Regions from separate parts of the Mus musculus genome. Here regions 2, 3, 4, 5 and 6 are each linked to region 1. The links are chromatin contacts, called in public ChIA-PET, Hi-C, HiChIP or PLAC-seq and promoter capture Hi-C maps. All regions are on one chromosome and are shown on one strand. The core of a region is the stretch at or near the end of the contact, and the rest is flanking DNA. Distances in the headings are between cores, read along the strand shown. Region 1 holds the start of Pgap3 (post-GPI attachment to proteins 3). Region 2 holds the start of Ccr7 (chemokine (C-C motif) receptor 7). Region 3 holds the start of Pip4k2b (phosphatidylinositol-5-phosphate 4-kinase, type II, beta). Region 4 holds the start of Igfbp4 (insulin-like growth factor binding protein 4). Region 5 holds the start of Cwc25 (CWC25 spliceosome-associated protein). Region 6 holds the start of Fbxo47 (F-box protein 47).

Region 1 (4,488 bases), core at 1,009-3,508:
GGCAGCCACTGCCATGGGAGCCTGACACTGGGGACAGCAGACACATGGGGTGAAACCATACAGACCTGCCATCCAGATGTAGGCCCCATCCCCCTTCAACTGATTGCCATCGTCCTCGGGGCGCCTGGCTGCTTTGTGGTAAAGTAGGGTGACCAGTTCCTGGCAACCCCACAGGCCAAAATGAGGTAACAGTGGGCACAGAGCCGAGGTGGTGGTGGGGGTCTGAAGGGTATTTCTGATGATCTAGACTCTGACTGGAGAAGCAGGGACAGGAACATCTCAGTCAGGGTCTGTGGGTACTGCAAGGGGGTCTTTCTGCTTGTGGTTTTGTTTTTTGGAGAGAGGGGTTCACTATGAAGCCTTGGCTGCACAGATTAGGTGGGCCTTAAATTCACAGAGAGCCACCGGCCTCTACCTCCCAGAGGCAGGTATTAAAGGTGTGTGCCATCACAATTGGCTTGGGACACAGACCTTATTCCTCCAAATTCAGAAGCAGGACACACTGGCACCCTTGGAAAAGGAAGAGATGCTGAGCGCAAGTACCTGTCCTATCTCTCCGCACCCTGTGACACTGCATCTCAGGCTGCTGGGATGGCATGGACCAGCTCGGGGCTGAAGGGCCACCATGTACCATCCCTGAGCCCCCGACTCACCTTGCCATGGAACTGAGGCACTCTGTGGCCCTCCTGAAGGTAGAGGCCAACAGTGAACCACATACACTCATACTTGCAGTCGTCCCGACAGGTCCAGCCTGAAACAGACAAACAGGACTACAGCTGTGTGAGGACTTAGGGAGGCATAAGCCTCCAGGCACGAATGGAGACCAAGAGGACCTGAAGGCTGGACAGAATCAGCGGAAATCTCAGAATCTTACTTCCCAGTTGGACAGAGAAGAGAGGGTGGGTGTGCGCTCGAGCACGCACGCACACACACACACACACACACACACACACACACACACACAGCGGGGGGGGGGGGAGAATATATTATATCAGTGGGAGCAAAGAGAATAGTTTCTTCTCCCTTGATCTAAGCTCTTAGGATCTGGCAGGCCCCTCTTGGAGACCTAGGTTCATACTTGTCCATCCTGAACCCAGGGAGGGATCTTTGGTGCCCTCCTATGTCCTGTGAAAATCGAGCTCAGACCTTTCATCAGACTCCTCAGGTTCCCCGGTACCTTTGTTTCCTTATTGCCCCTAATCTTCCTGCTCCCTGATCTCTGGGTAAACCAAGATGCTTCATGTACCCAAATCCTCCTAGGACCTCCAAGCTCTCTGTTGCCTCTGTCTGGAATGGAAACCGGATAATAATGTGGAGGAGCTGTTGGTCAAACAGGTCAGATCTGGGAATTCTGCTCTGCCACTTTACAGACGGTGTGACCTTGGGCAAGGTACTTAGTCTCTCTGAGTGTTCTCATCTTTAAAGCGGATTAGGGAAAGTATCTGACGGGGTTGTGGTGAAAGCCAGCTGACCTGCTGTGACACCCGTCCAACGTGGGTGCTCAATATGTTGGTTGACATCAATTCCATCCTGTTTAAATTGTTCTGTGGTTGAACACCCTGCCTCCACCCACTGAAGCTGACTCCGTCCCTTTCACTTCCAAATGCGTATAGTGCTTAACCTATGGGCCCATTAGGTCTCAAACTATTCTGTCTTGGAGAAGGCTAATGTTCACCTGCCTGGGGATTATAAGCCCAGAAGGGCAGGCTCCTGGTCTGCTTCCTGGGTTACTTCAGGTCTTCTTTGTATTTAAAAAGTAGTGGTTTGAATAAATAACATGAAACCTCTGGAAAGGTGGGGTAGGCTGATGCAATAGCCCCCCCCCCACCTTCCCACCCCTCCACACACACTCAGGAGGCTCCTGACATTAACACTCTTGAGAGAACGCTGAGGGAAACTGAGGTTCTAAGTTGCAGAACAGCAGGGCACAGTAGGCGGAGCCAAGACGAACAGGCGGGGCTTTCACGGGTGGGCGGGGCTTACCAGCTAGGCTCATGTAGATTGGCTGGCGGGAGCGGAAGTGCTTCAGTGCGTCTCCCGAACAGTTCCGTTCCTCGCATCGGAGCACGCAGTCGCGGTACACGGGCTCGCGGTCGCCCTGGGAACCCCCCGCGAGTCCCACTGCCAAGGTTAGCAGCAGCAGCGGCGCCGTCCGCTTGGCCATTCTGTCACTGTGCCCGGCCGCTGAGGGAGGAGCTTGGGAGAAGACGAAGTCCCACTTCCGTAACAACCGGAAGTACCTGTGTTCATCGTTGCATCCTCCGCTGACGCCCGCCCACTTTAAATAAAAGTTCCCGGATTTCAGTGGGCGGGTACCCCACCTCTATACTGCTGTCTCCTCTTTTCATATACAGCACCTAAGGAGAAGGGGCGATTTGCGCCCAGGAGCAAATTAAGTGTACTTTCTCCCTTCTATTTTACACGGTCTTTGTTTCAAGCAGACGCCTTTCTGTCACCCACTCTCTTAGATTCCAGTTTCCAAATGTTCTGGGTACCCCACTTATCCCCATTTCTTATGTCAGCATCTTGATTAAAGACGCTGCCATTAAAAGAGCTGAAGAACTTCTTAACAGGTGTCTTTGTCTCTACTTTGGTCCCCTCCAGTAGGCATTTCTCTCCTATTTAGCTTTGTGTTACTGTGATAAAGACCAACTTGGGGTTTGCTTTATGTCACCCCATCACAAGCCATCATGGAGGGAAGCCAGGGCAGGAACCTGGAGGTAAGAGCGGAAACAGAGGCCTCGAAGGAGTGCTGCCTACTGGCTTAGTCACTTAACAACACCCAGGACCACTTGCCCAGGGTTGGCACCTCCCACAGTGGTATGGACCCTCCCATGTCAATTATTAATCAAGAGAGTGTCCTCTGTAGACTTGCTGACAGGCCAGTCTGAAGGAAGCATTTATTTTCTTAATTGAGGTACCCTTTTCCCAGATGACCCTAGCCAGTGTCAAGCAGACACAAACACAAAAACGAACAACAACAAAACCCAAAACTAACCACGGCTCCACTTTCTAAAATTCAAGGTTGACCAATCTCTTTCTTACAATTCCTTACTAACTCCTCAACTCAGCCTGGCCTGGCCTGCTGGTCTTCACTCTGTTGCTCCAGATGCACTTTAAAGGTCCATGTCTCCAGAGTCTCTTGTCCTTGTGTGCTTTGGCCCTCTTGCTCCTGCTTGTTTTCCTGTTACCAATTAAAGGCTGTGTTTTAAGGATGATTGTTAGCACTGGATGGATACTATGTAGTGGCTTGTCTTTCCCCGATGGGATGGAGTCCTTTCTTGTCCTGCTCACCTCTGGCACTAAAGTAGAACTTTGCTTTCCATGGGAGACACTTTGAGATCCTTCTTCCTTCCTTCCTTCCTTCCTTCCTTCCTTCCTTCCTTCCTTCCTTCCTCCCTCCCTCCCTCCCTCCCTCTCTCTCTCTCTCTCTCTCTCTCTCTCTCTCTCTCTTTCTTTCCTTCTTTAAGTAAATGAACAACTTAAAACTGTCTGGGTGGGCTAGCCACCTGTGAGTGAAGGCTCTTCACTGAACTCGATTCCCAGAACTCAATAAAGGTGGGAAAAGAGAATCCTCTCCACAGAGTTGTCCTCTGACATCAAGTGTGCTGCAGCACACACACACACACACACACACACACACACACACACTCACACACACTGCACTCTCAGGGGCTGGGGAGGTGGCTTATCAGTGAAGAATGAATGTTGTTCCTGCAGAGGACTAGAGCTCAGTTCCTAGCATCCACAGAGGCAGCTCAGGGTCATTTGCAAATCCAGCTCCAGGGGATGGAAGAACTTTTTCCTGTCTTTTCAGGCATTGCATGTAGACACATATACCTTGATCGAGACACTTGCTTCAGTCACCCCCATCTCTGTGCCCAACCACCAGCACCCAAATCTTTCTGTAGCTTTGATGTCATGTAACTAAATCCTGCCTCCCTCCCCTCCTCCCCGCCCCCCCCCCCATTGTTTTTGTTCATGGTAATTCTCTCTTTACATCCTGGAGAGGGAATTAGGGTTGTGGGGTAGGATTTAAGGATTACTAAATCGAAGGTGGATGAGCAAGAAGTACTATGGAATTACCTTCATTTAACCAGCGAAGAGCTCAAGGGTATATCATTCACCCTGAATCTTCTGTGAATGACACTTCTTCCAGCTAAATATAACGTAAGTACTGTCTTTGAAGTGGACCATCCAGTTGATAGGGATGAGGAAATTACTGGTTTTTGTGGAGATAAGGTCTTAATGTATAGCCCAGAGTGGTCTCCAAATTAGAATCGTCCTGCCTCTGCCTCCTAAATGCGGGAGTATAGGCATTGGCCACCTCAGTTCACTCTGGGAAATTGAAATGAGAAAGCAAGCCAGGTGGGGTCACACACACCTTTAATCCCAGCATTAAAAGGGCAGAAGCAGGGGGATCTCTTTGAGTACCAGACTTACACACACACACACACACACACACACACACACCAAAACAAAACAACC
Region 2 (4,488 bases), core at 1,199-3,698, 750 kb after region 1:
CATGCTTTCTGGACACGTGTTCACAGCCTTGCTTTTTGCTTTTGAATCTTGTCCTTATGCCCCCTCAGGAGTGCTGTGTCTCTCACTGTTGGTGTTGCGTGTTGACATACATGTTACGTTCCCCACCAGACTCTGTATTCAAGAAGTTCTCAATGAGTGACACATGACTGGAAGACAATACCACACAGAGGAGCGTTTTTTCCTAGCTACTCTGGGCTCCAGTGTTCTCCACAGCCAGGTTTCTGGAGGGCCACAAGAGAATGACCCTGAATTCTCTTCTACTGCCATCTACAGCTGAGCTGTGAGACACAAGTCTCTTATGGGTTCATTTGTCACCCCCTCCCCTTCTCTGATTTTGAGATGTTGTGCTGAGATCTGTGGTCCCATGTCTTGAAGTTAGGAAGGGTATATCAGGGCTGCTCATTCAAATCATGAAAGAGGCCAGCTCAGCCCTGGTTTGTAGTTTCTCATTTTGTATAACAGAAACCTAGGCCTTCTCACCCACCTCCTGTCCCTACTAGGTAGACAAAGAGTGAAAAACAGATAGTTTGTGGCCCACCCGCCCTTCCAACGGCGCCGGAGCCTGTTTTGAGCAAAACTTCTTAAGCAGTTTCCCCTCACACCAGCATTTCAGAGTTAGCTATTAGGGTGCTTCTTAAGTTGAGTAAAAAAGCAAGACTATCTCTTCTTCCAGGACCAGAGTTTGCCCCACCCCCTGTATCAAAGCCATGCATTTAGCATCCCCAAACCTAGTTCAGGAGAGACTCTATAGTGTCCCAAGTGCCAAGGAAGGCAGGTGTCTGTCTCCTTTTTGTGTCAAAACATTTAGACCTTTAATGGGACCGACTAAGGTCAATTGGGATGGTAAAATTTACACCATGGAAATTGGCAAATGCTGTAAATTTAGAACCTTTCCCTATTCTGGGAGCCACATTTTAGGAAGGTGGAGAAGATCTTTGGTGGATGGTGTGGGTTCTCTGAGACTATGGCTGGTGGAGGTAGATACCTGAGGTGTAGGCTTAGAAAGCAGGCAGGTGGGAGGAGAAGCTGGAATAGATATTTGCTTTCTAAAATATACTTAGAGAGGCTGATTCTATCCATCCATCCATCCACACATCCATCCATCCATCCATCCATCCATCCATCCATCCATCCATCCATTCCTCCATCCCTCTCTCCCTCCCTCCCATCAACACTTTTTACTTACACCCAAAACATCTGAGAGGCAGAGGTGTAAGAACAAAATCCTGCTTCCCATGAGTTCATAGCCAGCAGAGGTGGACCCCACTATATACCTTCCACAGCTGGATCTAGATCTAGGGTGCAATGCACGCTGGGCAGGAGAGACAGATAAAGATGCTGCTGGCTGTGGTGTGGCTTGGAGGGGGTGTGAGGACAGCACCAGGGAACCTTCACTTTTTAAAGTCAACCCCTTGTGGCTTTGAGGCTGGTGAGCGGAACTCTAGGAACTTGGCCCCTCCAGCCCCAGCCGAGTCTGACTCTGCAGCCGAGATTTAAGATGTGTAACTGGGGTGTCTGGAGCTGGACTCCCCTTGGCACTTTGCTATAGTAGACACTGAGGCTTGCCTGGTAGAATAGCTTGTTATAGAGAGGGCTGTGGTGTGTGGGCTTTGTTTTAGGGGCTGTGCTGTGCTGGCTACAGTTTCTCTACGTGGAGTGCCCCCTGGGCCACTCAATTTTATGTTAGTCATTCACCCTTTAACCTGCAAGAGGCACAAAACCTGGGATGTGTAGGAGGGAGGAAGGGAGGGAGGAAGACAGACAGAGACAGACAGACAGATGACAGGCAGAGACAACAAGAGGCAGAGGTGGCAGCTAGTATTTGTATTGCACTATGCACAGCACAGTTTCCATCAGTTTCACTCTTCTCGTGAGCAAGGAGATTCAAATCCTGGTTTAACAGGACAGAAAGGAGGGACCCAGAGTGGGAGCAGGGTGTCCTGAACTCTCTAAAGAGAATTTTCTTAGTCCCCAGAGGTGCCAGAGAACATCACCCATCCCTACCAGCTGAGAACGTGTTCTATCCAGGCATCAAGGTCAGTCTACCAGGCTGTTCATTGCCTGCTGCTTGAGAGGACCCAACTTTATGCCTGTGTCTGTCTTGGCATCCACAGCTGTTCCTTCCCCTGGGTCTGAAAGAGCAGGTACATCCTCTCTCCAATGCCTCATCCAACGGGATGGCATTCTCTGAAAGCAGCCACCAGTTCACACCAACTGCCCTGATTGCTCTGGAAACTCCCCCCCCCCCCCATGACCCCTATCCCCCATGCATGTTCATTGCCCTAGAGTCTGGCTTTGTGTCAGAAGTTTTGACTTCTCTTAAGAGAAAGCTTACTTACCTGGGTCCATGGTGCTCTGGGGGCTGTAGAAATCACACAGGAAGGCTGTGCTTTTGGTTCTTGTCTCTCTCCAGCTAGCCCTCTCTGGCAGGGAGGAAGTGGTAAGAGCCCCTTTTAAGTTGTTCCAGAGCCCCTCCCACTCCTGTCCCACCCCTCAGAGTCTTCCTGGGCCACAAGGTATGTGATAACCACATTCGGCTGTCATAGGATCCTGAATCACTGAGTCGTTTGCCTTCAGAAAGCCCCTGGTAGTAGTGCCTTGTAGAGACTCAGGGAGGAGCTGCTTACATCTGTGAGTGCCAAGCACGCCTGGGTGGCTGCTGTGGGGTGAGATAGGCTGAGGCTCGGGAGTCAGAGGTGTACTTGCATCCTTCTCTTGGTTTTGAATAAAAGTCTCCCTTTCAGTATGAACTTGATCAGTGGCTATTGTCCCAGCAGCCGCCAGGCAGCCCCGACATACACCTGCGCAGCCAGGGTGAGGTCTGTTGAACGGTCCGGCCAGCAAGGCTTCAGTGACACAACCACGAAGTGAAAGTTTGAGTGTTTATTTTTAGTACTTAAGCTAAACATCACAGGACCTAGATGCTAGATATGAGGGTGCCTGGAGCCCCTCGGCTTTCTCTACTAACCGAGAGGACATCAAGTCTAAGTCATTATCCAAACTGGTTCCCCAAGAAGAGATTTTATTTATTTATTTATTTATTTATTTATTTATTTTATTTTATTTTATTTTATTTTATTTTATTTTATTTTTGTCAGTGCCATGATTGTCCTAGAACTTGTTCTGTGGACCTAGCTAGCCTCGAACCCATGGAGATCTACCTGCATCTGCCTCCCGAGTGCTGGTATTAAAGACATATGCCACCATGCCTGGCCTATTTTTATTTTACTTTTTTTATTCTTTGTGACCACACCCATTTTCCCCCACAGGGAAACTGATTGATATATTTATTGGCATTTTTAATTGTTGTGCCTGTGTGGTGTGTATGGTGTGTGTACACACGTGTATGTGTGCGATCGTATGCGTGAATGTGGGGATTTTATGCCATTGCACGTGTGAAGATCAGAGACAATGTCAGGTGTCAGCCTACTTCCATTCTGTTGCAGGTATCACGTCTTTATTGAGTGCCCCATTCTATACTAAGGTGAGCTGGCCTTCTGGGTGCGTGGTCTCTTGTCTCTGCTTCCCATCTCCTTGGGGGACTGCTAGGATGACGAATGCTCATGCTACTGCCAAGCTGCTTATGAGGGTTCTGGGATTTGGACTCAGTTCCTCGTGTTTGTGGGGCAATTCTCTGTTAGCTACTAAGCCACCTCCCCAGTCCAAGGAGTGGGTTTAAAACAAGCATAGAGATCATGTGGGGACTGTGGGTGGCCATTGAGTTCTAGAGCAAATATCTAAATGTTCCATTTCCAGGAGAGACACCTGTAAATTTTTTTATCTCTAGCCACTGATTGTAGACAATTCAGTGAGCGACAGGACCCGACACAGAGCTCAGAATGACTTAGCCCTTCTTCTGTATTAACTAGTTAAAAACAGGGGGCTGGAGAGATGGCTCAGTGGGTAAGAGCACTGACTGCTCCTCCAGAGGTCCTGAGTTCAATCCCCAGCAACCACGCGTTGGCTCACAACCATCTGTAATGGGACCCGATGCCCTCTTCTGGTGTGTCTGAAGAGAGTGACAGTGTACTCATATACATAAGATAAATAAATAGTTAAAACAGTTGCCATGACAACATAACCCTTTAGGCACTCACTTGATACCCTTGCTCTGCTCTGCATACAGGGACTACATTTCCCGGACGACTTTCCCTCTAGCTTCTGGAGAGAATTGGCCATGAGGTTATACTGACAGGTAATGGAAGGTTGAAAGAAAGGAATTCATCTGTGTTTCCTTCCTTTCTTTTAAAAGACAACAGCTCTAGTTAGCTATAGTTCATATCTAAATTCACCTTTGAAAACGATTCATTGATTTTTATTTTATGTGTATGAGCATTTGCCTGAGTGCCTTTCTGTGTACCACCTGTGTGCCTACAGCCCGTGGAGGTCAGAAGACGGCGTCAGATCCTCTGGAACTGGAGTTACAGGCCTTGTGAGCTGATGTGTGGGTGCTGGGAACTGAGCCTG
Region 3 (4,488 bases), core at 1,221-3,720, 660 kb before region 1:
ATCTGAAATCTTAAGTGGCAAAGAGGTGTAACAGGGCACTTCTGAAGAAAGGGAACCCTCGAGGGAGGCCAGCCACCCGCCAGGAGCAACTGGGCCCTGATGCCCTGGAGAAACGGCAAGATGTTATGGCCTTCTGGGCACACATATCTCACAGGGCACCTCGACACCTTATGGTAGAACAGAAGGAAGCAAGCCAGCTAACTCACTAACTACCTAACCTTCAAAGCTCACCCATACAGGGCAGTGGTGCTCCAGGTCCTCCTCCCACCTGTATGCAGATCCCTGTGGATCCTGGAAAGTCAGGGCTTTTCCAGCTAGCCCACCAAACTTCCTTCAAGTTAGCAAAGGGCAACAGTAACCACCATGCTCTCTTGCCCTCAGTTTTCCATCAGATGCCCAGGTCTTCGCAGACTTATTGCTTGCCCATGAGAAAACCAAATACCATCCAAATACCATATACAATCCCAGGAACCGGCATGCCCAGTGAGTGTGCGCGTGTGCACACACACACACCTTTCCCCAGTATATATTCAAGTTGAGATGCTTGGTCATGGCTGAGAGAGTAAAAGGAACAAAAGGCCTGTCACTCAAGAACCGCCACTAACCAACAGAGCCTCTTGGTGCTGGACAAGGAACTGTATCTTCACGGCAAGCATAGGCAAGCTACCCCCGAGCCAAAGGCTCTGTTCGGTCTCCGGAGTGAAATGAAGTTACCCACCTTCAGGCTTTTGCTACAGGATGCTTTCTAGTGAGAGGCCAGATGTCAAACAAAATCAAGGAGTGACTCCCAGAAAGGGATGCAGGGTTCACAATTTGCTGACCCAGTTTCCCTGGGAATGTCAGATGACCCCCGAAGCAAGAGGAGCAAGCTCTGCTCACTGTTGATGTCCAGCTCCTTTAGAGGTCCGGGCATCCCACTTCCCGGCCAGGACACTCATTAAGCCCAGGGATTCCATGGAAAAGGGGAATGTGCCCAAGACTAAGAGGCCTGAGAGGACCTCACAAACACATGCGCTCTTCTCTAAGACGTGGAGATCTACGCTGGTGTAGGTGGCTGTCCCTCAATCTCTAGCCAAAGGACCCTCTAGGTCTTCTACCAAAGCAAGAGAAAATGAAGTCTCCCTGACCCTGGGTCCCTGGGTCATTGTTTGGTCTTGTAGACAATTTCAAGTGTTCAGAAAAGTCATGGAGCCTAAAGAATGAAATCCGAAGGAGACCCGACCCGTTATCCTCCCCCCACCCACCCCCATTCTAAACTTGTGGCTGGTGGAGTCAGCACCTCAGGTCTTTTCACTTCCTCTGTTTGCTCTCAGTGTAGGGACTCACAAAGAAACGGTGAGAAGGCAGAGAGCAAGCCACCGAAAGAGAGCAGATCCCAAACAAACAGCACATAAACAGAGCCAACCAGCTAACGTCGGCCACATCCAACTTCTTGGCAGAGGCTGCTGCACCATCCCAAAGCACCCAGGACCCAAAGGACCACTCATCTGAGACAGTAATCACCATTATCACACCCTGGAAAACCATACGAGAAGTCAATGGCTTTGAAACATCACAGAAGAACGAGGAAGATACATTATTTCCATAACCAAGTCTACACTCCCTCGGGCCTTGTGCTCGCACTTATCCTTCATCCATGGGAACACAAGTCAAGTGTCTGTGGTTTGGAGAAGTCTCTGCTTCTCCAGTTGATACGTCTTCATGAAGAAGAAGAAGAAAAAAAGGAAACCCAGAGAGGATGTCCACAGTCAGGGGTAAGGAGGCCTAGAAGATGGGAAACTTTGAGCAGCCATACCACCCAAAGGACCACAAACAGGAACATTCAGGCAAGCCAGTCCCACTTGCCCTGTCAACTGAGCAATGATGTGGTAGCCAGCTATAAGAGACAAGCGGAATAGCCATGCAACAAACACGCTGAGGGTAGAAGCAGCGTCGTTGCAGCACCCAGGCCTTCCCTCGGAAGCTCCGGGGTTGCACGGAGCCAGCATACGGACACAAGAAGCCAGAGGGGCTGGAGCGAAGGGGAAACGACGACGGCATAGCACGGGGACACCAGGCCTCGCGTGGCGAACGGGGAGTGCACGCCCGGCCGGACAGCGTGCACGGGTGGGCGGGCATGCAAGTGGCTCGGCGGAAGGGTTGCAGGCGTCACCCGCGGGGCGAGCGTGGCGAGGCCGGAGGGAGTGGGGGCGCGCACGGGGAAGCTGGTTACCGTGTGGTTCACCCCCCACATCAGGACGCTGAGAATCGGCTCGCTGGCCCGGAATAGCTTCACTTTCTGGCACACGAAATGCTTCTTCTTGGTCTTGGTTTTGCTGGCGCTGAGCGGCGCCACCGCCACCGCCGTGGTGCTGGTGCAGTTGGACGACATGCCCGGGGCGGCGGCGGCGGCGAAAGGGGGGGCGGCGGAGACAGCGCACCAGCGAGCGGCCCCAGGCCTCCCCCGAACCGATCCCCACCCCCGCTGCCTCACCGAGCCATGGTCGCGCCCGTCCCGTTACCTCCCCACCCCGCCCCGGTGGTTCCGTCCGCCCCACGCCCCGCCCTCGCTGCGCCGGCCCGCCCCGCCCCGCCCCGCCCCGGGGAGCAGGCCAGCCTGATCCTCACCCCGCCCCCGGGCGGCACCGCCCACTGGATCCCGGCTCTCCCCTCCCCGTCGGAATGGTACCGCCCGTCCCCGGGCGCTTGCAGCTGCCCCGCCCACTCCTCCTCTCCCGGCCTGAAGGGAACCCAGCCGGCTTCACGCGGGGGAACGAGGAAGACTGGGGATGGACAGCCTCGAGGCACTCGGCAAGAAGGGCTCCCTACTCGGACACCCTCAAGGCCGGGCTTTGACTTTGCCTCCACATGAAGTACTAAAATGGCGGCAGCGCCGCCGCTTCGGGAGGGGAAGAGGGGCCGGCATGAGAAGAAGCTGGAACATACCATCTCCACCCCGGGGGACAGAGGAGTAACGCGGCAAAGGGGAAAGGAAGTCCTGCCTAGAAAACCAGGGACCGCCCCCTCGCTCCACCCAAGCGTGGATCTTCCCACTCCCCTGGGCCGACGGCTCGCTCCACCCGCAAGGTACGCCCCCTTTCCCGGGGGCCAATCAGAGGAGCAGGCCGGGAATCCTAGGTTTTATGAATGGGCCGCGCGCCCACCCACCTGCCGCCTAGCCTCCTCTATCCCGATGGTCAAGTTTAGACACCACTAGCATCTGTAGACGCGTATTGTAATAATCCTTTCATTCTTGCTCCAAGAAATCTCGAATAAACTGCCCATGGTTTATTATGTAATTCCACTTGGTCGAAGGGTCTCTGTATCCGACACAAATCACAGGTCAACACTTGGGATATCAAGACTCAGTACCAGGCACGTGGTAGATCGCTCTACACAGTTACAAAAATAAATGTAGCCTTTATTACCAAGTAATAAAATAAAAGCCATAATTAACTATAACATAGGGCAGAAGGATGAGATGATTAAATGAATAATGTTATATTGTCTGGGGAGAAACTGAGTTTTAAGAATTACAGTGCCAGCCGGTCGTGGTGGCGCATGCCTTTAATCCCAGCACTTGGGAGGCAGAGGCAGGCAGATTTCTGAGTTCAAGGCCAGCCTGGTCTACAGAGTGAGTTCCAGGACAGCCAGGGCTATCTATACTGAGAAACCCTGTCTCAAAAAGTAACAACAACAATAATTACAGTGACTGGAATTTTAGTGCTTAAATCCAAACATATTTTAGGAGAAATTAGGAACTGGTAGAACAACGAAATGGCTTAATATATGAATTAAGAGCACCTCTGAGGGCCAGATGGTCTGTAATCACAGCTCCAGAGACTAAAACAGGAGATCTACAGTTTAAGGTCAGCTACCGCTAGGGTGAATCTGTCGTCTGTTTAAAAAGCACCTAGAAGTTCCCTGGTCAAACAAATGAGGGCTTCTGGTGAAAGAATAGAGAAAGGAATGGCAGTAAAGACATGGGTGTGGCCCCTTGAGTCTTGTCTTAGATTTTTAGTTATTACAGGATAAAGGCAGCTGGAGGATGGGGATGGCCTAACCGCAGCCAGCACTCAGGAGGCTGAGGCAGGAGAGCCACCATCAGGCTGCCCTGGACCAGCAAGGGCCCTGTATCACAGACAAACCACAAAGCAGCAGTGGCAGGAGCAGCAACTGTGTGTGGTCAGAGGAGCTAAAGTGCAGGGTCACCGTCAGCTCCCCGGTCCAATCAAAGCTAGCCTGAGCTACAAGAGACCCTGCCTCAACAAACAAACAAATAAAAATTAGCCAGAAAGCAAAAAGCTTCCCAAGTATTTTCTTTCAGGAGTCATCGGACAACATGGGTCCTGATTCCTGCCCCACTGGGTGCCCACTGTAGGATGCCGAGGAACAGAGGAGGATATGTATGTCCCTTGGCAGGTGTGTCCTTCCTGAAGCCAGTACATACCTATAAATGTAGCCTAACACATTTGTAGAGGACAAAGTCATGTCCAAATGACAAAGAAG
Region 4 (4,488 bases), core at 621-3,120, 640 kb after region 1:
GTCATGCTTGAGCCCTGACTTCCCGGGAATGGGGTGGGGGTGGGGAGACACCAGAGGAAGGTTTGGGGGCAGAGGAGGTGTTGGGGTTGCAGGATGGGGGCCTCTGTCTCATCTAGAGACCTTTACAGAACACCCACTTTCATCAGCACGCGCGTCTATTCATCTTGGGTTTGCTGTCTGGCCGGCAAGTTGAGTGCTGGGCCTCAGAACTGTCCTTATTGGTCCTTCTTGTTCCCACAGGAGCTCCAAGAAGTGGCATAGGCTTCCTTTTAGCTAGACACCAACTTCAACTTGGTGCATTAAGTATAAGGCTGACTGGGTTTAAGGACGAGGATGGGGGCAGGGACTGGCTTCCGAATCAAAAACAAAACAAAACAGAAGCAAAAACAAAAAACCCGCTGTCTTCCCCCAGGAGCTTCAAGAACCCGTTCTGTTCACTTTTCTCTATGGCAGATGAGACAGGAGAGACCCAACTTTATCCTTGCGATGGGACTGAGGGAAGGAATCCTATCACTTCAACCCTCCTGCAGTCTTAGAGGTTGCCAGTAGGTGCCGTCAGTTCGCAACTTTTTGATCAGTCTTCCAGGTCCGGGTCTTGGTGCCTTTCTCCCTCCAACCGCGCCAACAGTCTGCGGTGCAGAAAGTGGGAGGTGGCCTAATTCCTCCGAGGCTGAAAGACCCCGACTCTGGGACAAAGAACCGGAAGAGGTCTAGGAAATCTTTAGGTTGGTTGCTCCTTGGATGTTTAGCCCAACCCTTCCGGACCCCATCCACCCGCAAAATCCTTCGGTCCTCCGACTGTGCCTGGACAGACACAAGAAGCGAACTCCTTGGTTGGGGAGGATGAGGAGGCGTAGGGAGAAATGAAAAAGAAGGTGGTAGGAGGTGGGTCTCTCCTCCAAACGCGACTCTAGATCAATTCCCGTTTCCAACAGAATTGCTGCGAGGGGAAGGGATATATTTATCAATAATCCCTTTATCACCCAGGGGCAAAGTGGCGTCGGGAAAATTAAAAGGCCGCTTCTCTTTCTGGAAATCTTTGACTGCCATCTACTGGGAAACTGTTGCAGTAACTATGCAAACACACAATGAGTACATGAAGTGGAGCCCCCTGGAGTTGTTCGACTCACATCTTGTACAAAGCCAATGGCAGTCTCCTTCCAGAATCTAAGCAGGGCGGTAGAGGGAACAACATCTAGGAAGGAGGAAGAGGCTTGGCACTTTGTTCTGGAGTTCTGGAAGCAGAGTGCAGCAAGGCCCAAATGGAACCAGGGGCGGGGGTCAAGCGACAGGGGTTCAGGGGCAAGTGAGAAGACTGCCTATTAGCACCTTGAGGCCAGAACTCTCCTGGACCCTTTACAGAGTGCTTAGTCGCCTTGTCCCACTTTAGCGCGGTCTCTAGAGGTTGACTGGACATACCCGGGGGGTGGGTGGGGGTGACCGGAGGACTCTGGCCAGGGATGGGAACTGAACAAGAGAATCTTGAATCCGCTATGAGGTCAGGTTTTCTGTGGCAGCAGGAGGATCTCCTAGGTGTCTGGGAAGGACTCCTTCGAGGTCGAGGGAGGGGGGCAAAGCAACATCCCCTTCGTTTCCCCTCGCCCTGCTTCCTCTTCAGGGTCCAGCTCAGAGGCTCTCCGCGCGCAGGCCACCGCTTCCAAACTGCGTCGCTTTCTTCGGCGGGGCAAAGGACTTTCAGATGTTGTAGCGGTGGCGGCGACTCAGGCCAGCGCCCCCTCCCCCCTAACGGCCTCTTCTCCCGCTCCATTGCTCCAGTTCCCCCTCGCCCTCCCCTGCTCTCCCACCTCGGGGACGGCGCTGGGGGTGTGGCCAGGGGGCCGGTATAAAGTCCCGGGAGCCGGTCCCGGGCAGCCGCTCAGCCCCCTGCCCCCCGCCGCCTGCTGGGCCGGCCGAGGATGCAGCGCAGCGCCTCGGTGGCCAGGCTCGCTCTGCTCCAGCGTGCTTGCTAACTTCCCCGGCTCCGTCTCTGCCTGCCGGGGTCGCCCCGTGTCCCTGCGCCCTCCGGGTCTGGTTCTCTAAGCTCTCTGGGCGCTGCCTCCGGGTCCCTTGCAGCCCGCTCGCGAGCCCGCGCTCCCCTCCTGCGCCCCACCCTCGTCCTCGCCATGCTGCCCTTCGGCCTCGTGGCCGCCCTGCTGCTGGCCGCAGGGCCTCGGCCGAGCCTGGGCGACGAAGCCATCCACTGCCCCCCTTGCTCCGAGGAGAAGCTGGCGCGCTGCCGCCCCCCCGTGGGTTGCGAGGAGTTGGTGCGGGAGCCAGGCTGCGGTTGTTGCGCCACTTGCGCCCTGGGCTTGGGGATGCCCTGCGGGGTGTACACCCCACGCTGTGGCTCAGGCATGCGCTGCTACCCTCCCCGGGGGGTGGAGAAGCCCCTGCGTACATTGATGCACGGGCAAGGCGTGTGCACGGAGCTGTCGGAAATCGAAGCCATCCAGGAAAGCCTGCAGACCTCTGGTAAGGTACACCTACCTTCCCTCGGCCACATTTCCCAAACACCCTCCTCCCTGCAACTTAGTTCCCATTCTGGCTGGCCTGGAAGGCCCGTCAATGCCCCCTGTGAGTTGAGGAGAAGGGAGGTACGTGGCAGAGCTTAGAAACAGCCAAGAATGCTGGCATTTAATCCCAGCACCAGTTGCCACTGGTCGAGGGAAACCTACCCCACCTCTTCATCTCAAACCTCCTAAGTACTTCTTTGGGAAGAGGGGCCTTGGCCTCAGTGGTAAGCCTGGCTCCTGAGGTAAGTTAAATGACCTGATTCAGTTACATTTGTCATCTAGAGTTAGATGACTGCGATGATAAGGTGTGCGTGCGTGTGTGTGTGTGTGTGTGTGTGTGTGTGTGTGTACATGCACATGTGCATACGTGTGTGCATGTGTCTGTGGGGGGTGATAAGGATGGTGTGTGTGTACATGCGCATGTGCATACGTGTGTGCAAGTGTCTGTGGGGGTGATAAGGATGGTGTGCTTGTGCACGTTTGTGTGATAAGGATGGTATGTGTATTCGAGCGGGAGGCAGTGTGTGTGTGTGTGTGTGTGTGTGTGTGTGTGTGTGTGTTGGGACGGTTCCTTTCTGTTCCTGATCCAGAGCCTGATCCACACACCCAGTCTCAGGTGAGAGGTGTGAGGAGCCAGGGGCTGGGCCTTTCACTCATCACCCTGGGGTGAAGTGGGACATACAATTCAGAAGAACCTCTGGGGTAAAGAACATGCGACTTGGACTTCCCCCAAAGGCTCAGAAAGCAAAGGAAGAGAAGGCAGGGCTCTTTCTGCCAGGTTGGCACATCCAGGTTTCTTGCTCCTTCCTTCTGGCAGGTGCCATCTGAGGGGGTTGGAGGGAAATGCTGGTTGCTGGTCCCGAGTTGCAGACCCCTTGGGTATATGGGACTGAGAAGAGAGGAGGGCTAGACAGACAGATCTTGCATTTATTCCTTCTCCTTTGTCCACTTGTCGGTGGACCTTTCTCCGTTTCTTCTTGGAACCTTTCTCTTGTCCGTCTGCTATTTCCTGCCGTATCTCTCAACTTCCAGTTTCACCAAACAGCCCCGACTTCTCTTTTTCTCGGTCTCCTTGAGCCTGACTAGTTTCCTTCTCTTGCTCTGACTTCGTTTGGTTTTCTGCAGTCCTTCCACTTCCATCTCAGACGCTCTCGCTCTTTTGATGTCCTGACAGTGACTCCTTCTGCGTGTTCTGCCTTTCACTGTCTCCCTGACTCTGGTTATTGTCCCTCCTCTGACAGCCAGGCTCTCTGAACCACCACAGAGCTTCTCTCTTGCCTGATATTCGAATCCTCCATTGTTGCAGTCCGGATGCTGGGACTTGAGCCCCAAGCTTCCTGCTCTGGGTCCCAGGCCACTCCACTTCCTCAATCCTCAACAGTTTGTTAGTCTGAGGAAAGCAGGATGCAGGGAAAACAGGAAGGAGATGGACTCCAGGGGTGCCTCTCTGCCCTTCCTGCTCCTGGGGCAAGGAGAGATGGGTCAGCAGAAAATATTCTGGGAGAAATGCCAGCCTGGCAACCAGCTTTGCTGGAGGAGGAGGAGGAAGAGGAGGAGGAGGAGGGGGAAGAAGAGGAGGAGGAGGGGGAGGAGGGGGAGGAGGAGGGGGAGGAGGGGGAGGAGGAGGGGGAGGAGGGGGGGGGCAGTGAGACCTGGAGAGAGGGTTGCATTTTTAAGATGCCCACTTTGAGTCTTTGCTCCCTTCCAGCTGGTGGGCATCTAGCCCCAGGTGAAGATGGTGAGTAGTCTTTCCCCTCTCCCCAACTTGAGCCCAAGCCAGAAGAGCTCAACAAGAGTCTTCTCTTCTGGTTGCATAGGAGCATCCCTGCTGTGTGGAGGAAAACCAGATCCCCTGGATCTGGAAGGCCTGGCACAGTTTCTGATTGCTCGGTGGATGTGAGGTTAGCCAGCTTCAAGAGGTGTCTAGGAATAGGGTGCCAATACGTCTTGTCTTGGAATTCAGATCTCAAGACGC
Region 5 (4,488 bases), core at 596-3,095, 630 kb before region 1:
TGGATTGGAAAGGTATAAATTAATTATTTATTACCAACCTCCCGGCAACCAGAGAGGTGCAAAATGGGAGACCAGCTAAGAAGACTAAATACACAAAGTGCCTTGCAGATGCAAAGCACACAGTCAGCAAAAACACAGATGTGTGTGTAATGTGTGTGCATGTACGTATACACGCAACCAGGGCCTTGCTACTTAGCCCAGACTGCCTTCAAACTGACCAGGACTGCCTTCACCACCTCCACCACCACAAACACACTCGCCCTTACTTTGTCCTACATAGATTTTCCTTTCCATCCCAAGGCACCAATGGCAACCAGGGTCTGGAGAAATTTGCAGATGTCACCATTGCATGAGAGTGCTAAGGGCACCCTGTGGCTAGACGCTGCTGAATATACAAGTTACAGGACAACTCCACCACACAGGCAACAGAATCACCCAGATTACAGGTCTCCTGGCAAGGATGGCAAGTCTGGGTTGTCAGCTTCAGTTGAGGCACTGCCTCCATCAGATTGTGGGAATGTCTGTGAGTGTGTGTTCTTGAGTATGACCTGAGAGAGGAAGGCCCAGCCCACTGTGGGTGGAGCCATCCCTAGGTAGGTGGTCTACCTGTGTAAACAAGGGAAGCTGAGTAAGGCAAGAGAAGCAAGCCAGTAAGCAGCATCCCTCCATGGTTTCTACTTCAGTTCCTGCCTCTGGGTTACAACTTGAGCTGCCTTAATGATGGGCTATAACCTGTAAGATGCAAGAAGCCTTCTCCTCCGACAGTTGCTTTTGATCTTGGTTTTATTACAGAAGTAAACTAATGCACTGTCCATAATAGACAGTTACATGAAGCACATACTAAACTAGACTAACTTTGATGGAGCCCTGCAACTTGATCCAATTAAGGACACCCGGCAAATTCAGCTTAGTGGACAGATACCCAAACTGATGTACTTATTGATTCAATTACCTTCACTTTGAGAAGATCAATAGTGTCCTAATCTAGCTCTCTGCTTCTTGGATATTTCTGCCTTATTTAAGGCATTCCTTCCCCACAAACGAACTACAGGACTTAAGAGCAATTGCCACTTAACATAAAAAAAAAAAAAGTGTTACCGATACCGAAGAAAGCTGCCTCCTCACTACACATCAAAGCAAAACACTGATGTAAGGAAGGAAACAAAGATGGAAAAGATTTGAAATGGACGCCTCTAAACGGCACAGCTCAGGATGGGAAATGACTGAAGCCCACCCTTTCAACAGTCCAGGTCCAGGATACAACTGTGAACTCCTAGCTAAAAAAGGGGGAGCAGGGGAGGCTATGTCCGAAGATAACATACACAAAATAAAGTCTACGTGCCCAAGATCTACCTCCTTCCATACCATGAGTTCAACTGTCCCTTCCCTAACCTTAGACTTCCTGGGAGCCCCCGGGAAGCCCCCGAATCAGCAAATCCTGACAACAGCAAACATTCCTCGCCGCACATCTTCCCGAGGCTCATCTCAGTCCCTCTGTGGGCTTCACCATCCGCTCCCTCTCCATGTTTATCACCCCCTTGTGCTGAAATCAAGACTTCATTACCAGGGTTACCGACTGCTACCCCCGACTTTCACCCCACCCCGGCGCCTGTGGGTCTCGGGCTCAGTCGTCGCTGCCCAGGCCTCTAGCACTTACCAGGTCTCCGCCTCCCATGATGGTGGAGACGGTTCTTCAGTCTGTGGACCTGAAAGATTCAGCGAAGGCAGAGAGGAAACCTAGGGAAACAGTTCAGAGACGGCCTCTCGGGACCTAATCCCTACAGGAACCAGCTGCCCTTTTCCCCGCCCGCTCTAGCTCGCACTTCCGGGGTGGTGTCATATGACTGCGTCAGCGTCTCGGCTCGATGACGTTTGGTATGAGCGCTAAGTCTACGTGAACCTAGAGTCGCAAGTACTTTCTACCCTCCGTCAGTTTTGGTGGCCTCTTTTTGGTTGCCTCACGTAAGCCCCTGGCCCCAACTGTTGAAAAGCCATAGGCGGGTTCTGTTGCCTTGGCAACGCATCAGGGCTCTGCCGTAGAAGCGAGACAGTGTAAGACCTCAGTATCTGCCAACTTAGGCCGCCTCCCCATCTCACCGCTACACCAGGGTTTCCAAACCAGCTTTTCGGCCAGCTCCCTCATTCCCGGCATGTTTTATAGAAATAGATGCTATCAAACAAAATCCCAAAAGCCAGATGTCATGGCACACCCCCAGTCATCTCCCACGCTTGGTAGATGGAAACTGGCCAGCTCTGGCACAAAGTTTGAGATCATTCTGGTCTGGAAATACCTATTTTTATTATTTTATTTATTTTTGTTTCCTAGACAGTGTCTTTCTATGTAAAACCCTGGCTATCTGGGGACAGTGTAGATCAGGCTGGCCTTGAACTCAGATCTATACCACTTGCTTCTGTCACCAGAATGCTGGAATTACAGACTTGCTAAACTATAGCCAGCTTGTGTCTTTATTTTTATTTTTTAAGATTTATTTATGGGCCTGTCAGTAGTGGCACACGCCTTTGGTCCCAGCACTTGGGAGGCAGAGGCAGGCAGATTTCTGAGTTCAAGGCCAGCCTGGTCTACAGAGTGAGTTCCAAGGACAGTCAGAGCTACACAGAGAAACCTTGTCTCAAAAAAAAAAAAAAAAAAAAGAAAGAAAGAAAGAAAGAAAGAAAAGAAAAGAAGAAGAAGAAGAAAAGATTTATATATAAATAAGTACATTGTTGCTGTCTTTAGACACAACAGAAGAGGGTATCAGTTCTCATTATGGATGAGTTTGTGAGTCACCAGGACCTTTTTTATTTTGGTTTTTCAGAGACAGGGTTTCTCTGTGTAGCCCTGGCTGTCCTGGAACTCACTCTGTAGACCAGGCTGGCCTCGAACTCAGAAATCTGCCTGCCTCTGCCTCCTGAGTGCTGGGATTAAAGGCGTGTGCCACCACCCACCCCCCCACACCCACCCCCGGCCACCAGGACCTTTTGAAGAGCAGTCAGTTGTCTTACCCACCAAGCCATCTCGCCAGCCCTTGTGTTTTTATTTTTGAGTTGTTAGAATTAAAGAACTGGAGTGATGGCTCAGCCATTAAGAACACTGGCTCCGAGCTGGTCGTGGTGGCACATGCCTTTAATTCCAGCACTCGGGAGGCAGAGGCAGGTGGATTTCTGAGTTTGAGGCCAGCTTGGTCTACAAAGTAAGTTCCAGGACACCCAGGGCTACACAGAGAAACCCTGTCTTGAAAAACAAAACAAATTCAGCCGGTGGTTCGGGGAGACATACCTTCCACCTTAGACCATGGCCAAGTTCATCCGTAACTTCGCGGAGAAGGCACCGTCGATGGTAGCCGCTGCCGTGACTTACTCGAAGCCTCGATTGGCCACATTTTGGCACTACACCAAGGTTGAGCTGGTTCCCCCAACCCCTGCTGAAATCCCTACAGCTATTCAGAGTGTGAAAAAAATCATTCAAAGTGCTAAAACTGGTAGCTTCAAACACCTTAGAGTTAAGGAAGCTGTGCTGAATGGTTTGGTGGCCACTGAGGTGTGGATGTGGTTTTATATCGGAGAGATCATAGGCAAACGTGGCATTGTTGGCTATGATGTTTGAAGACCAATCTTTAACTTCTGATTTGAGTTCTTATTTGAATGTTCTTGGACCATGTGTAACAGGACTGCTATCTGAATAAAATACTAGGTGTTGAAAAAAAAAAAAGCAAAAACAAAACAAAAAAAGAACACCGGCTGCTTTCAGAAGACTCTGGTTTGATTTCTAGTACGTAGGTAGGGGCTCATCACCATCTGTGGTTCCAGTTCTAGTGTCGCACACCCTCGTTTGTCCTCTCTAGCCACACAAGTGATGTACAGCCATACATTGCAAAGCTCCCCATACACATAAAATTGTTTTTAATTGAACTAGCTGGATGTGGTTGATAAATAAAAGAATTTGACTGGGCATACATGCCTTTAATCCCTGTACTTGGAGGCTGAAGCAAGCCAATCCCTAGGAGTTTGAGAGGTGGGAATTAGGCTTCTTTTTGGAAAAGACTGAAGGGACAGCTCAACAAGCTCACAACTTCCGGGAACTCCGGTTTCAGGGGATCCAGCACCCTCGTCTTACCTCCATGGGTACCTACTCACGTATCAGACACATACACTTTTAAAAACTGATGGTGTTGCACGATTGTAACACTTAAAAGGTAGTTGGAGGAGCCAACCATCAGACTGAGTCCAGGGACCCCGGTGAGGGAGCTGGCAGAAGGACTGGAGGAGCAACTGCATAGGAAGAACATCTTCTGCTGACCAGACCACCCAGTGCTCCCAGGGACTAGACCACCAACCAAGGGGTGTACAGGGAGGGATCCATAGCTCTAGATACATTGGTAGCAGAGGATGGCCTTGTTCTGACGTCAATGGGAGAGGAAGCCCTTGGTCCTGTGGAGGTTTGATGCCCCAGCGTAGGGGGTATACTGGAGTGGTAGAGTGGGAGACGGT
Region 6 (4,488 bases), core at 1,315-3,814, 520 kb before region 1:
GAAGTTTTGGAAATTTCTATTCACATCAAATTATTTTGTAGGAGATCTGGGAAAAGAGCTAACTATGTGGGTCCTGCTTCAGTCTTCCAAGTACTGGGATTAAAGGTAAATTACCACTGTATCTCACTTAAAATTAAATTTATACTGTCAAATAAGAGGTGAATAATACAATTCCTTCCTTTCCAGTTTTTGTTAATAACAGTTACAGATAAGTCTTAGGAAGGGTTTACAGGGCTTGATTTTACAGTCACTTCCTAAAGGGAATTTGTTAAATATGATATTAAAATCATTGATTATTTGCTTATACTAAACAATAACACTTTAAAGGCAAAGTAAGCATTACGCAGTGACTTTGTATTAGTCTACTCTTCTAGTTAAAAAACCGTACCCTTTGTTTTGGAACTCCAGTCTAAGGTCTCTGAAGGAACTGGAGGCAAGAAAGACATTCCACCAAAGAGTTACAATATAGCTGAAAAAAATATTGTTTTTTTTCTATACAAAGTAACTTAAAAACCACATTGATACTTATCTATCTTGTTATGTTACATCTTAGTTTACAACAAGTCAAAATTGTTACACATTTGAAAACATTCATCCCAGCACTCCGGAGGTAGAGGCAGGCTCATTTCTGAGTTCGAGGCTAGCCTGGACTACAAAGTGAGTTCCAGGACAGCCAGGGCTATACAGAGAAACCCTGTCTCGAAAAACAAAAACAACAACAACAAATAAAAAACCCCAAAACAACAACAACAAAAAATTGTGAAGCAGGGTGGTGGTGGGAGGCAGAGGCAGGCAGATCTCTGGGTCTGAAGCTAGCCTGATCTACAAAACTATTTCCAGAACACCAAGGACTACCCAGAGAAATCCTGTCTCAAAAACCAAACAAACAAATGACTATAGTTGCGCTTTACTTCAGATTTCAGTGAAATTTCAGATTAGTAATTGTGAAAATGGCTACCTTTACACAATATGTTTATTTTTATAAAACACAGCTAAGTGAAAGAAAACTAAATTCACTCATGTATTTTGGTGTTTATATTACTGTGAAAATTGTATTTATGTATTCATTTTCGACAAAAAAGTAAGGACTCATACTATTTTGTAATCTTATTACAATTTAATTCAATGCCAATACATGTATTTCTACAAGAATATGTATTTTAATATCCTCATGTAATTCCAAGTGGAAGAATTCTGATTGACTTAATTAAAAAGGTTGTTATTAATTTTAATTTTTCTTTTGTTCTCTTTCTTTCTTACCTTTTTTTTTTTCCTTATTTTCTCTGTGTAATAATGCTGGCTGTCCTGGGACTCACTCAGTAGACCAGGCTGGCCTCACAGAGATCCAGTCACACAGATCCATCTGCCTCTGCCTACCAAGTGTTGAGATTAAGGGCGTGCAACACCACTGCCATGCTTACTACAGAATTTTCAAGTATTTTTACTATAATAAAACATAAATTTGCTTTTTCTTCCAGAAACTTCCATCCTAGTCAGACTAGTGTGGGGCTAAACAACCTCCTCCCAGGGGTCTTTATCACCTATTAAGGGTATAGACATAACGTGTATGTATAATTTTTCACTTAAATCTCTGAGAGAAAAAAAACAAAAACCAACTGATCCCAGTTATTTCAAAACTTAGACTCAACTGGCGAACAGCTATAGTCCCAGCAACAAGGGAGACAAAGGCTGAGTTCGAGGTCAGCCTGGTCTGTGGGAGTCTAACAGTGCAAGTCCCACAGCAGCTGGGGTGGTTTCACAAAGAAACACTGTAGTGGAAACAAACTAACAAACAAACAAAAAGCCAACAAAACAAAAGAAAACAAAACCCCAACATTTAAGTCTCCCTTTCCTCCCTCAGACCTATTTTAGGGGTGGAGGAGCGCAGGATTTTGTGGAAACAGTACCTATTTCCTACCAAACTCTTCCTGCTTTCCCCTTAGCCTGAAGGTACGAAGCGCACAAGCCCTGTGACAATGGGATACAGTTTTTCCCTTGTGGCTCCCCGGCGGGCGTGGAACTCTCGAGCCTCCTGCCTCGGCCTCCGAGGAGCCGGTGACAGGCAGCACTGCCCCGCCCACGCACCGAGAACGGGGCGGGTCTAAGGGCGCCGACCTCGTCCCTGCCCCCACACCCTCTTCCGGAGGGGAAAAAATACCCCAGCAAGTCACCGCGCTTTGTCTTAACGTTCCTTTGCCAGCGCTAAACACCGCCAAAGAGGTCACCTAGGGAACCAGAGCAGAAACTGGCCCGCATAAAAATCAAATAGGACCTGCTGAAAAACACGCAATTATTTCTACCGGAAGTACTGGGGAATATAAAACACTTGTTACCACAGATTTCGACAGTTTTTCCGGCTACAGTATCACAGGAAAGTGGGATTTAGTCGTCTCGTCCCACCATCCTCAGATTTCACAAATACTTAAAAATAAAAATAAATAAAAAATTAAAAAAAAAAATCTCCTCAGGCTTTTCCCGCCAGATAATGGGGGCGGATCCTGCTCCGCTCTCTCCGCTCCGCCCCGGAGCTGCGTCCTCAGCTCTCGGGCGCCCCCGTCGCCTCAAGTAGATTTTAGAATTCTCCCAGGAGCCCCAGCGGGAGGAGGCTCCGCCCCCTCATGAATATCGAGCAGCCTCGCCTCCTCTGCCCCTCCCCTCATGAATATTCAGAGATCTCCCGGGAACCCTGCGGGCGGAGCCTCACCCTCTCAAGAAAGGATGAGACGCCGGGATCCTCGGCTCTTTTGCCTCCTCTCTTGAATCGCTCGGAGCACTCCCAGGAGTCCACGCACGGGAGGAGGCCCCACCCCCTCGCGAATAGAAAGAAACCTCGGCTCTTCAGTCTTTCCCTTATGAATACCCAGAACCTTCTCGGGAAACGCCCCCAAGCAGGCCACGCCCTCTCATGAATACTAAGCAGAGGCTCCCATGGTGCCCTCCTGTTCAGGGATGTTATTCGGAGTGAGGCCCTTAAAAGCCCGTGCTACCTCCATTTTAGACACCAAGTTGCTGAACGGGAGAAACGGGAGCTCTTATGGTAGGGTAAGTGGGGAGGCTGTAAATGGAGATCTCAAACTTGGAGGAGTTATACGCTCCACTACGTTTTTTTACACTCAGGTTTTAAAAAAAAGATTTTATTTACTTTACGTTTAGGAGTCCACTTTTGCTGTCTTCAGACACCCAGAAGAGGGCATCAGTTCTCATCACAGATGGTTATGAGCCACCATGTGGGTGCTGGGAATTGAACTCAGGACCTCTGGAAGAGCAGTCAGTGCTCTTAACCACTGAGCCATCTCTCCATCCCTACACTCAGTTTTAAGGCAGTTTCCGATTCACTCTTCCCCTGGGCCAACAGGATCTGTCACAAGAGCTTTTCATTAAAAAGTTGTTAGATGCCTGGTGTGATGGCATTTCCCGATGGAGGCAGGAGGCTAAACCAGCCTAAGCTACTTGAGAATCTGGCTCAACCACCCCACCCCCAAAGCCCTTAATATTAAATTCTCATTTATTTACAGATTCTGTGTCTTTTTCTTTTCTCTTTTTCTTTGAGACAAGGTCTTGTTGGGTAGTGCTAGGCTAGCCTAAACCTCTGACTCTTGCATGAGCCAGTTACAGTGCTGGGATTACAAAAATCATGATCCAGTATGCAGGGCTTGATTCAGATGGAAGCCTGCAGTGGGGCAGGCTGTCTGGGAGGCCTTAAAGATATAACAGAATGATACATATTATTTGAGACTGGGTCTCTTGTAGTCCAGGCCTCCTAGACTCCTCAGGTACATAGGCATATATATTCAGGAAAAACACCTATCCACATAGAAACACAAGAAAACCAAACAACCAGTTAAAGTAGATAACAGATACCCTGACTTCCCTGGGTTGGAGTAGCCTAGCGGTAGAATGCTTGCCTAGAACACACTGGAGCCTAGTTTCCACCCCTAGCATCCTCAAAGTCCTGACTTCCCTCTTCTAAATCTTCCTCCAGGTTTCTTTTGGAAATCTGTACCTCTTAGATGTTGGGAGCATTAGCATTAGTATGTACTTAGCAGATGTGAGGTCCCAGGTTCAAACCCCCACCCTACCCCCAAAAAGCAAAAAAAAAAAAAAAAAAAAAAAAACCCACTTTACATGACTTTTTCTGTAGCCATACTTACTTCCCCAAGTGGTGCTGTAACCTTGAGATGACCTGTCTCGTATCTCATTTACTAAATTAGGACAGATACTTCAGTACTACCTGCCCCCTGCCTTCCTTATCCTGTACCTTAATTCTTGTACTCAAACAGCAGATGAAATAATAGCTGAAGGAAGGCTTGGGTGCAAACCTGTCATTCCAACTACTTGGGAGGCAGAGGCAGGAGGATCACAAGTTCAAGGCCTTCCTTGGAGACACGGGGTTAGGTCAAGGCCAGTCTGAGGAAGTTGATAAGACCCTGTCTCAAATAAAAAGTAAAAGAGAAGGCTTGAAGGGACTAGTATCTGCTCCAGACACCC

Evidence for each region. Promoter capture Hi-C pulls out the DNA fragments that hold promoters and counts their contacts. Hi-C and Micro-C count contacts between places; a contact is called where the count stands out from the background. ChIA-PET counts read pairs in DNA pulled down with a chosen protein or histone mark. HiChIP or PLAC-seq counts read pairs in DNA pulled down with a chosen protein or histone mark.
Region 2: an RNA polymerase II ChIA-PET map of memory CD8 T cells shows a contact between it and region 1, with 7 read pairs. The contact joins the promoter of Ccr7 here to the promoter of Pgap3 in region 1. A contact is called at or near these places in 2 of 115 datasets of contacts at active chromatin or transcription factors (memory CD8 T cells and pancreatic cancer cells).
Region 3: a contact with region 1 is called in a FOXA1 HiChIP or PLAC-seq map of pancreatic cancer cells. The contact joins the promoter of Pip4k2b here to the promoter of Pgap3 in region 1. A contact is called at or near these places in 1 of 39 promoter capture datasets (neural stem cells) and 3 of 115 datasets of contacts at active chromatin or transcription factors (cardiomyocytes, pancreatic cancer cells and stem cell-derived neural progenitor cells).
Region 4: a promoter capture Hi-C map of liver shows a contact between it and region 1, with 4 times the contacts expected there. The contact joins the promoter of Igfbp4 here to the promoter of Pgap3 in region 1. A contact is called at or near these places in 2 of 39 promoter capture datasets (liver and pre-B cells).
Region 5: a contact with region 1 is called in a Hi-C map of CD4 T cells, with 5 times the contacts expected there. The contact joins the promoter of Cwc25 here to the promoter of Pgap3 in region 1. A contact is called at or near these places in 1 of 484 Hi-C or Micro-C datasets (CD4 T cells) and 1 of 115 datasets of contacts at active chromatin or transcription factors (pancreatic cancer cells).
Region 6: a promoter capture Hi-C map of pre-B cells shows a contact between it and region 1, with 3 times the contacts expected there. The contact joins the promoter of Fbxo47 here to the promoter of Pgap3 in region 1. A contact is called at or near these places in 3 of 39 promoter capture datasets (liver and pre-B cells) and 1 of 115 datasets of contacts at active chromatin or transcription factors (pancreatic cancer cells).

What each region holds. Positions count from the first base shown.
Region 1 is chr11:98,398,232-98,402,719 of GRCm38.p6, forward strand. It overlaps Pgap3 (post-GPI attachment to proteins 3), which reads right to left and starts at 2,259. Exons shown (of 8, transcript NM_001033537.2): 1 at 1,984-2,259; 2 at 654-751. The coding sequence starts at 2,164.
Region 2 is chr11:99,152,629-99,157,116 of GRCm38.p6, forward strand. Ccr7 (chemokine (C-C motif) receptor 7) reads right to left here and starts at 2,449. Exons shown (of 3, transcript NM_007719.2): 1 at 2,361-2,449. The coding sequence starts at 2,370.
Region 3 is chr11:97,742,234-97,746,721 of GRCm38.p6, forward strand. Pip4k2b (phosphatidylinositol-5-phosphate 4-kinase, type II, beta) reads right to left here and starts at 2,471. Exons shown (of 10, transcript NM_054051.1): 1 at 2,213-2,471. The coding sequence starts at 2,371. Cwc25 (CWC25 spliceosome-associated protein) reads right to left here. Exons shown (of 10, transcript NM_026186.4): 10 at 3,237-4,488. Mir8102 (microRNA 8102) reads left to right here and starts at 2,664; the gene lies at 2,664-2,802.
Region 4 is chr11:99,039,374-99,043,861 of GRCm38.p6, forward strand. Igfbp4 (insulin-like growth factor binding protein 4) reads left to right here and starts at 1,871. Exons shown (of 4, transcript NM_010517.4): 1 at 1,871-2,472. The coding sequence starts at 2,124.
Region 5 is chr11:97,764,768-97,769,255 of GRCm38.p6, forward strand. It overlaps Cwc25 (CWC25 spliceosome-associated protein), which reads right to left and starts at 1,846. Exons shown (of 10, transcript NM_026186.4): 1 at 1,658-1,846. The coding sequence starts at 1,675. It also overlaps the pseudogene Atp5l2-ps.
Region 6 is chr11:97,881,590-97,886,077 of GRCm38.p6, forward strand. It overlaps Fbxo47 (F-box protein 47), which reads right to left and starts at 2,565. Exons shown (of 11, transcript NM_001081435.1): 1 at 2,334-2,565.